Regions from separate parts of the Xenopus tropicalis genome. Here regions 1 and 3 are each linked to region 2. Evidence: chromatin contacts called from public Hi-C data. All regions are on one chromosome and are shown on one strand. The core of a region is the stretch at or near the end of the contact, and the rest is flanking DNA. Distances in the headings are between cores, read along the strand shown.

Region 1 (3,292 bases), core at 437-2,936, 550 kb after region 2:
TTTTTTACTAGTATTAAATCTTTAAGCTCAGATCAGAGGGAAGAACTCTTTTATTCCTGGCTGGTAAATAAAACAATAGCAGCTCTGAGCAATTCACCGATCTAATGCATTGTAAATCCAATTTGCAAATCAGAAGATATGCATGACTTCGGATTGTTCAAATGCCATGCAATTTGCATTTTAATTCGCTATTTAACGTTTAAATTGCCTTTATTTAAGCCTGCATAATGGAGGAAAGTTAAAGATACCCTGTAAGTAACTCGATAAGTTGCAAAAGCCTGAAGAGATCTCACCCCATTTGTTATTATCATAATGTACTTAAACTGTTAAGTATCCCACTGCAACGTGTGGAAATAACTAGAGCAATTGCTATGTCCGCAGCGTAGTTTGTACAGTAGGTAGGTGTGTGTGTATATATATATATATATTTGCGATTTTTTTTTTATATATATTTATTTTTCAACAATAACCACTGAATTATTTTTCAGAAAGATTACAGATCGACTCTCTGTAAAAAAACAATGAAATGTTTTCTTGTCTAGATACTTTGATACATACTTTACTATACAAAATAACATGCCCAAACAAAATATAAAACCATTACGCACTCTACACCATACAAACCATACGCTCGAATTTTTACAACGATAATAATATAGATATATAATATTTGCCAGAGCTTCCTATGATTCTAAAAGTCAGAATGGCAAGATAATACTGTACGTGGATCGCTCATGGGCAGAGATGTGGGGGAGACATGGCATCCTCAGGGAGGGTGGGAAATGCTGACAAAAATACTGAGAAATCGGCGATACAGGACTTGAGAGGGAAGAGTTACAGAAAGGAGACCACGAACACAAAGGGAGACTGCCAAGTTAAATGCACTCAGATTGGGCAGCGGGAAAGTTGTAATGTTGGGGCACAGGAGAAAATGCATAAATGAAGGAAAAGGCAAGGGAGCTGGCAGGGAAGTTGGGGGAAAGGTCCCACAGGACAGTGGGCTCTTACCATGTAAGAAGGGAATCCGGCCGGGTCGCTGGAGTACTGCAGGGGGCTACTGAAGCCCGTGGCCGCTTGGGCAGTGAAGGCAGCCGATCCCGGGTAGGGGCTGAAGGCGGAGCCGGACGATGACCTGGCCAGCTCCTCGCTCCTGGGGGCGGCCAGCGCTGAAGCCCCGTACGCCGGGCAGGAGTAGAGCGCTAGGGAGCCGGGAGGCTGGTAGAGGTAACCCTGAGGATAGGACATGGCAGCTCCGGGTGCAGAAGCAGAGAATCACCGAGCTGACTGAGTTACACGGATCAGGGTGAAAAGGGGAGGGGGCAGGTCAATAACGACAGTGTTTTCTGCCCTTATTCTCGCTCAGCTGTGCCTTCTCGCTTCTGTCCTCACTCATGCAAGGAAATAAAAGTGTCCTGCCTCCACCCCTCCCCTCTGGGGCACCCACCAGCCGCAGATCAATCTGCTCTCTGTGTGATCATGGATAGGTAGAAATCCAATCAGAGAATAAGCGCAGAGGGGTGATGGAGGGGAGAAGCAGATCATGAGCTGGAGAGAGGCTCACAGGAAGGAGAAGCAGAGCAGAGTGATCAAGGTGCTCAACAAAGTGGCTGCTGCATATGGAGCTCCCACAGCCAGCCAGCTCCCCCAGCGCCTGCTGCCAGGATGGACTTTTTTTCTGGCAGGGAGGAGTTCGCTGCTTATTGGGTGGGACAGGGGTGTATAAAGTGGGAGAAGCCGGTAGCAGAGGGAAGAAGCAAAGCCGGAGTTTTCAGAGTCGCATTGGAAAGCCCTGCTGTCCATCATCGCTACCTCTTCTGCATATCCTGGCGGCCCCGCCCTTTCCCCCGCCCCATCCCTACTTGTAAGCTGCAGGCTTCTGTAATGTAAGTAATTCTCCTGGCTGTGCATTAGCCGGGGATCGCTAGCAGGGGAAGGATCGCACTTGTTCAACTTGCTGCTCGCCCTATGCACTTGTACAGCTATTGCTACACACAGCACGGATTTCTCTGCATCTATAGACCTGTCTGTTACCTACAGTCTGTCTTCCTGCCTAGTCATCACTATATATCTGCTTATTGTTTCAGTTAGAACAGGCTCGAGTTATTGGTATTAAATTTATAGCGTCTGTCCCCTTCTCAGTCTGTATAAATGGCAGTCACATATACACCTAGTATCAGCTCTTATATACTTCGGTTATACAGTGTGTATATATACAGTACATACACTTAAACTTAAAATTCCTACTAGTTATATTATTTATTCTTATCCTCACTGCGACCAACTTCTGTGTATATGAAGCACAAGTCTAAAAGGAGTTAGTGTTTGGCGTATGGTAAAGCTTGGCTTGATTTAGAGGTACAGCTTAAGTGATATTTGCATATTATGCGGAACCGAGTGAATAAAATTTAAAATTTTAAAATTTAGTTTCACATGTAATATTTTTTCAAAAGGGATAAATTAATATGTCTCACTTCTGATATTTATAAATAGCATTGGCTGTGCCTATGCAGAAGGAGTAATTATGTAGGTGATACTGAGCTATCATCATTTAAATTATCGACAACCCCAATTAGCTAGAATCATAAGAGACTGTTTTCTCTTCAGTGCAATTTCACAATGCACAAAAAGAAACACACAAGGCGCCTACGAATATTTCCTCCCATGCAGACAGGTTTCTACAAGACTGATCTGCAATTTGACCTGTAGGGGGCACACTGTTCTAAAAATAGGAGTCCATGGGGACCTATACTTCCAGCAAATATGACCCTATTTGCCAGCACAGTATCACCAAGAAATGGGAATTCGGGTGGAGATAATTAGTACAAAAGTACTAACAATACAACTAACAATAACGATAATTATCATCATACCCTGGACCAGTCATAGTTATTATAGTCATTCTGTGATTAGATCAGTATTGCCCATATTATCTGACCAACAATCCTGGTTGTCACCAAGTTGTATCTAATAATATATTTTTCCCCTGTTCCTCGCAAAGTTAATTGTTAATGACAGGTAAATCAGTTCAGGAAAATAAAGAAATCATCTTGCATTCTACAGCTAGGGGAAATTAGCATTTAGCATAGCCATTATTTTAAATGTAAAATACGAAACTCTTTAGAAAAGTAATGGTGAGTAATTTTCCGGGAGCTTGAGTTACCAGCCGTACCTCCTCTTTAATAATTCGTGGTGCAGCCCATGGTTTTGTTTACATTATGTCAGTAAGTGTACTGTATGTAATTAGGGAAAAGCTACTGTCACAAGGTGTCTGGGAATCACTTTAATCTCATTC
Region 2 (3,355 bases), core at 385-2,884:
TCTATTGCTAAGGCTATTTCAACTGTGTATTTGCCCTTATAAATTTGAGGTCTACTATATTTCATTTCTTATTCCATAATTGGTATAATTTTCTATGAAAGGTAACAGCAAAGTAAAGAAAACAGGGAACAATGTTGGTGACAGACTCTTTAAATGAAGAATAACGTGTTTGTCTTATAGCTAGAGAAACAGAGGTAGATAGATAAGATAGCCAGATAGAGATAGATGATGATAGATGATAAATAGATGATAGATAGATAGATGATAGATAGATAGATAGATAGATAGATAGATAGATAGATAGATAGATAGATAAAAATAAATATCGTTTTTTCCGTAGCTGTATGCACTTGCCATTTGAAGTGAAAAACAGCTACAATATTATAAGGATACTCTTAATACAATTCACTTTCCAGGATAGTCCATGTAATCAACTCAGTTGACAGCATTGCCATTTTAATGTGTCCTGTCCTGCCACAAACAGTTTGATCTACATAACAATGACACACAGGAGAAGACCCATCCAGGAATTGAAAGTATTCTATTCCCAATGAGGCGGGTTTTAAACTGGGACCCCAATGAACCATTAACACTGAAAGCAAATACTTTTTTTTTCTGTAATCAATATATTTGTTTAACATGTTTTAAAAGTTTACTTTTTAATGAAAATCTGTCTGTATAGACATAATAGGTAAACTTCCAGTGAAGTACTTCCTAATGTGCAGAGGAGTGTGTGTGCAAGCTCTGTCATTTCCTCTGACCAATCTCCTGATCCAGGTGGCCCTGTGGTTGCTGACGGGTTATCCTCCAGCCTAATGCTAAGGGGCATTTCTATGCCATTCTCTGGCTTTGGATGATTGCGAGCCAAACACACTTTATCAGTTGAAACTCAGACCTACAACGGAAGCGCAAAAATCAGGGATCCCTCAGAGTATGTACAAGCTGCTGTCCCACTGCGTAACGTAGAACTGTACTGTTATTTCAAAATTCCACAGACTTAATTCGCAGTCAAAACCAAATGAATGCGAAACAAGAGAGCATACCATTAAAAGAATAGAGGTTACACATTTATTAGCATCAGTTGGTAAATAATCGCTACCGCCCAGTTTACGCATTGGTTGGTACTACTGCTTTAGCAACATAAAAGTGTTTATTCCAGCAACAGCCTTGAGCCAAAGAAGCTCCCCACAAGTTATATGAGCAACGTTTCCCAGGACAGACACATGAATCACACGAACTAGTCAGCTTTTCCCCAAGTCCACTAAAGTTCCACCCCAGAAGCTGCCCATTTCAGGGGAATCCCTTTAGAAGTACAATGCAGAAGGTAGTTACACCTACATGATCATCTCTGTACATAGGCATAAGGAGAGTACCCTGCGCTACCATTCCTTTGTGATTTACTCCTTCCAATCTCCGATCAGCACTGTTTCATTAGAAAGGGACAAAAAAAGGTTATATTACCTGTACAGGGCGCGGACTGCTAACAGCGTCTTGCCGCTGGCTTTCCCGTAGACTGGAGGCTGCTTGATGCCCGCACGGTGTGACTGGCCAGAAATGATGCAGGCATGTCTGTGTGTAGCGCTACACCTGACTGCGCACTCACTCCCCAGGCGCCGCAATCACTAGCGCTCTGTGCTGTGTGACGTTACACTGAGAGCTCCACTGAGCGCTGCTCTGCCCCAGCAAACCAGCGTCTGGGCGCTCACATTCAACTTGCAACTTGCCTGCAACTTGAGCAGCTCCCTGATTCTAGCGCTCAGTCATTCTTTTAGCAATACTGACATAAAGAGTTCTAGCGACTGGCTGAAACTGCCTCACTAGCGCTGTGTGCTAGAGCCTGCCCACACAGGTAACATGTCTATGCTCAGTTACCTGCCTGCTCTGCTACACATTTAACATGAATTCACAATGCAACTATCATCTATCTATCATCTATCTATCATCTATCTATCTATCTATCTATCATCATCTATCTATCTATTATCTATCTATCATCTATCATCTATCTATCTATCTATCTATCTATCTATCTATCATCTATCATCTATCTATCATCTATCTATATCTATCTATCTATCTATCTATCTATCTATCTATCTATCTATCTATATCTATCTATCATCTATCATCATCTCTCTATCCCTCATCTATCAACATCATCCATCTTTATTATCAACTATCCATCTTTACACTTCCTTCCATTTCCATTCTTTTTTATTATACTATTCATTTATTTTACTAATTATTCAATGATTTGAACAGATTAGCTCTTAACATACCCATATAATCAGCACATTTTTATCTATTTACCACACTTTTCCAGCCAAGTGGCTCTCAAAACATGCATTTAGTTTTTTAGAGTATAAAATTATTATGTTACACAAAAACCCAGAGCCTTTGGCACAGACATAATTGAGGGCAATCCCAGGCATAAAAGATAAGATCCCAGCTAGTAGATGAATGAGCGCACTGCCACCCTACATGTGTGAGGGACCTTGGGAAACAAGTAATTGGAACACAGCAGCCAAAGAAGCATTACATAACGAATCCAGAAACAACACACAAAATATATCTATGTCCCATTATTTCGGAAGCAACAAATATGCTAGAGCACCCCCCCCCCCCCCCCCCCACCAAGAGATGTTGAAAAGTCCCATGTAATCTGTGAATAGAAATGGGAATGTAGCTACAGAGACGGGGCCCATAGAGCACAGCCCAGATCATCCATCACCATCACAAGCACCAGGGATGACAGGCTGACAAGGGCCAGGAGAGACGGAGCCTACTGCTAACATTTTCTATGGGGAGCGCCGAGTGTTTGAGTAATGTACTAATCCATTCTGTATCTCCAAACACCTAATAAACTGCGCTTGGCACATTAAAGAGTTCTGCCCCATGCTTAACTCCTACCACTCCCAACTTTCAAGCCAGATCTACAACCACAGCTCATTATTGCTTTCACTTATCTCTAAATAAACCATATACTAAACAGGCAGTTTTTCAGAAGTACAAAGGATTATTATAGTAAATATCCCAGTCCTCAAGACTTGGCACTGCAAATGTACCAAGTATCTAGCAGTGAAAGGGTATCAGACTGGGCAAGGAATGGATGTGAGCAAGCGCAGGAGGGACAGGCAGAGATCGCCTTCCTGCTCTGTATCAGTGAATGGAAAAGGTCAAGTTGGATGTTATTTATCAAGAGAACACGGCAGGGTGCAAACAGCAAATCGATTAGAAGGGTCACCCAAAATGGTCTGAGAAACCACAATAGGACACACCATCACAGACACATGCACAATAACACACAACTATACTACAAAGCAGGGCAAATTAAATGATATAACAAAAGTACTGT
Region 3 (3,723 bases), core at 407-2,906, 980 kb after region 2:
TTCAAATTTCAAATAAATTAGCTTATTTGTAAAAAAAACAAAAAACAAAAACAATGTTTACCAATACCTAGAAAATTCGCGTTTTAAATTTTGAATGCAAGTAGGAATCTGCGAGTGCATAGCTCGCACAACTATTACATTTAATAGAATTAGGTGTTCCAACAGATTAAAGGGCAGAAAATGATATGCATATTATATACCTGTCTAGGGACCAACTGTACAAACTGAAAGAAAGCCAGGCTGCTAAGTACTTACAGTACTGAGAATAAACAAGAGACACTGGGAGCATGGTGCCCTTAACTTTATTTGCAAACTTATAAACTCGCAAACACATATACACGTCTACCCACAAACAAAAATTGCTATATTGATTGCTAAGTAGTTAAATATTAAGTTAAATAAAACTGACTAACGCAGATATCTCCATGTGTTCCGATACACACATACTGTATACGTATGGTTTTAACATATTTAACATGGTATTTTAAATCATATATCAAATTATTACATGGTAAAATCATGTGGTCATTATATGTAGGTACGTAGATAACATACACTGGTGAAAGATGATGATGATGATAGATAGATAGATAGATAGATAGATAGATAGATAGATAGATAGATAGATAGATAGATAGATGATAGATAGATGATAGATAGATATATAGCTAGATAGATAGACATATAGATGATAGATAGATATATGATAGTTATCTCATGTTTTTCCTAAGTGTATATGATTTCATTTTCCAAACATTAATATACTGACAGGTAAATAATGTTAATAACCACGAATTTTCTGTTAATTTTTATTTTTTTAAACAATGAGATCATTTAAATACGTGGCATGTTTTAAGCATATTTGCTATGCTACGTGTATGTGTGTAACACAAAAGATACCAATATAGATTAATTCCACTTTTAATTTGTTAAAATCATTGAATATTTTGTTTCAAGTCATCAATCATAAACCACCGTGATAGCATAAATCATGTGCAGCACGAAGGCTACATTCTTAATATACTCAGGTTCTGGTACTGTCACACGAGGGTAAAAAAAGATTTTGGCACACACCACAAAATAAATAATATTGGGAAAATTCAATCTTTCCCACTGTATGAAAGTAAAAAGGAGCCCCTTGTTACCTGCAGTCTCCACTTTTTATCAAGCGTCCCCTTTCCCTTAATGCACTGCTGTCTGTCTGTCTGTCTGTCTACCTGCCTAGTCAGGAATCTACATATCTAAATCATGTAATCTGGAATTTTCCCCTTTGCTATGGCTTCTCAATAAAGACTGCACAGTAAAGGGAACACAGCAGCGCAGTTGTTTCTGTTAAAAGGGGACACACTATGGGCAGAAAACAGCAAACCCCAATGTCGGACAGCTGTAAAATCGTGTAGACAGGTTGTCATACAGCAGTGGGGGCTTCTCTGAAAGGAGCCCATTGCTAAACATGAAATCCACAGTCCAGGCACCCAGGGAAGGGGGAGAGAGGGAGCCTTACTCACATCCACTTGCACACACACAAACATCCACTTTCTGTTCCAGAGTGAAGTGGCCCCAGCCAATGCTCAGGCCACATGCTCTAAAGTGGGAGGGGCCTGCAGCTCAAGTGGATGCCAATCAAAGCATCAACTTCAAATTGTATCTGAAAGATCAGCCCAGGACCTAAGGGCAGACACATCAGTTGGAGCTCAATTGTTGATCAGATCACATCTAAGGGATTTAGAAGCACAGAAGAGCAGAGATTTGAGGGGGCTAAAAAACACACTGAGACACCCTAACGAATCCACACACCTCGTCCCTTTCTCTCATCCGAGCTCCCTCTGTACAACGCGCACAGTGGGAGAGGGACTCCGCTTCTACTGCTCACTTTTTGGCCCCGTCCTTGACCAATTCGCTCTTTTTTTTTTATTTAGATCAGTTTTTACCTCCCCTTTAAGATACATTTCTTCTCTCCTGTACTTGCTGTTGTGCGCGGAGTGGCAGCGATTTCCCTGCCGGAGAGACATGTCCTTCCCTCAGCTGGGCTACCCCCAGTACCTGAGCGCTGGCCAGGCTGCAGTCTATGGAGGCGAACGGCCGGGTGTTTTGGCCGCGGCAGCGGCAGCAGCGGCCGCAGCAGCAGCAGCCGGATCCGGAAGGCCGACAGGAGCTGATCTGGGCAGCAGTTCTACCGCGGCAGTGACCTCAGTGCTGGGCATGTATGCCAGCCCCTACAGCGCTCCCAACTACAGCGCCTTTCTACCCTACACCACCGATCTCACCCTTTTCTCCCAAATGGTAAGTAGCAGCCAGTAGCTAAATTGCATTCATGTGTAACTTGTAGCCCCTTAAGAACTCCCAGCACCCCCTGACAGCAAAAGACTGTGAGTACTACATACGTTTGATTTCACAATCAGACAGCTAAGTTCAGCCCAAGGCAAGCAACAGATCGCTGACTTGGTAAAGGTCGTACTTTTTGCACGATAGATTACAAGCTTCTCAGGGACTTCACCTCCAAATTTCAAGGGCCGCCTCGATAACTCTGCGAGCTTCTACTGAGTGCAGCAGAAAATGGTGCGAATACCAAAATCGTTGTCCGATAAACGCATCCCTGATTCCATTGCGCCTAACTGGTGTAATATCCTGTGCTTTAAAGTAAATACTGACAAGTCTGTACTCCATCCAGTAAATGGCCATTCTAATACTCAGGTGTGCTAGATGCAGAGTGAGGGAAATTGTTGTGGGCAAATAGTTTTATTATTGTCCCATGTAAAAATAATCTCGTAACAATAGATGTGACTGTGACCTTTTAATGACAGCGGGGGCTTCTCCTTAAAATAATTGTAGCCCTTTGTGCACAGTGCGCATATGTGTGTGTTTATTCACTCGGACATCATATTTGCATTAGGCAAAATCCATAATGTGTTTTACTTATTTATAATGATCTAGATCCGTGCTGTTAGTACTCTCTGCTCATAGCAGTCAAAGCAGACGATTTCACACATATTTGTGTGCAAGAATTGTGTTACACACACACAAAGACACAACGTGTTGGAATAACACTGGGGTCTTATTCCTGTTTGAAATATAAGCGAGGTAATTTAATTTTGGTGCAGCTAGAAGAGCCATTTCCCGGGTGTATATCTAAATCACTGATATGGAGAGGAATCCAAAATTCAGTACATCTTTTCTTTTCATGCTGAATGAGTAACTTTGTCTTGTTGCTAAAGGAAGCACTCAGCATGGTATATCACATGTACACATTCCTTGGAACTTTGTTTCCTGCTGAAGTTGGAAACATTTGCAGTCATGTAACAACATTGTCTTTATATTTCTATTCTACCTTTGGGGTGATGCGCCAAGTATCTGAATGTTAAATACATTTGAAGTGCTTCCCTGCCATGTTGGTCCAATATAATATCCTACCCGACCTGCCAAATAATACCCTAGCTAATGACGTGACAGAAAAGTTTATGAGGTTGCAAGTCTTAAATACCTTCACTCTCAGTTAAATGACACCCTGATTTGTTGCTTGGTTAAATGTGCTGAAGTTTTTTGTATTTCGGGTTTTTGTGATTTTGTTGCTAAGAAATTATTTCTCAGTTTAAAGATAACATTGTATTTTCAACTTGTTAAAATTAATTGAGCATATTAATAAAGGTAGAGCATTATGAAGGAAATTGTATTCATATGTTGTTTTGGATGATGATTCCTGTTGGCATTAAAAAAATAAGTTAA

What was found. Hi-C and Micro-C count contacts between places; a contact is called where the count stands out from the background.
Region 1: a contact with region 2 is called in a Hi-C map of gastrula embryo, with 2.0 times the contacts expected there. The contact joins the promoter of irx2 here to the promoter of irx4 in region 2. A contact is called at or near these places in 3 of 5 Hi-C or Micro-C datasets (brain, gastrula embryo and neurula embryo).
Region 3: a contact with region 2 is called in a Hi-C map of neurula embryo, with 2.6 times the contacts expected there. The contact joins the promoter of irx1 here to the promoter of irx4 in region 2. A contact is called at or near these places in 3 of 5 Hi-C or Micro-C datasets (brain, gastrula embryo and neurula embryo).

The regions. Positions count from the first base shown.
Region 1 is chr6:67,765,602-67,768,893 of UCB_Xtro_10.0, forward strand. irx2 (iroquois homeobox 2) reads right to left here and starts at 1,687. Exons shown (of 5, transcript NM_001008112.1): 1 at 1,009-1,687. The coding sequence starts at 1,245.
Region 2 is chr6:67,214,181-67,217,535 of UCB_Xtro_10.0, forward strand. It overlaps irx4 (iroquois homeobox 4), which reads right to left and starts at 1,635. Exons shown (of 6, transcript NM_001276692.1): 1 at 1,462-1,635.
Region 3 is chr6:68,197,866-68,201,588 of UCB_Xtro_10.0, forward strand. It overlaps irx1 (iroquois homeobox 1), which reads left to right and starts at 1,657. Exons shown (of 4, transcript NM_001201422.1): 1 at 1,657-2,283. The coding sequence starts at 2,011.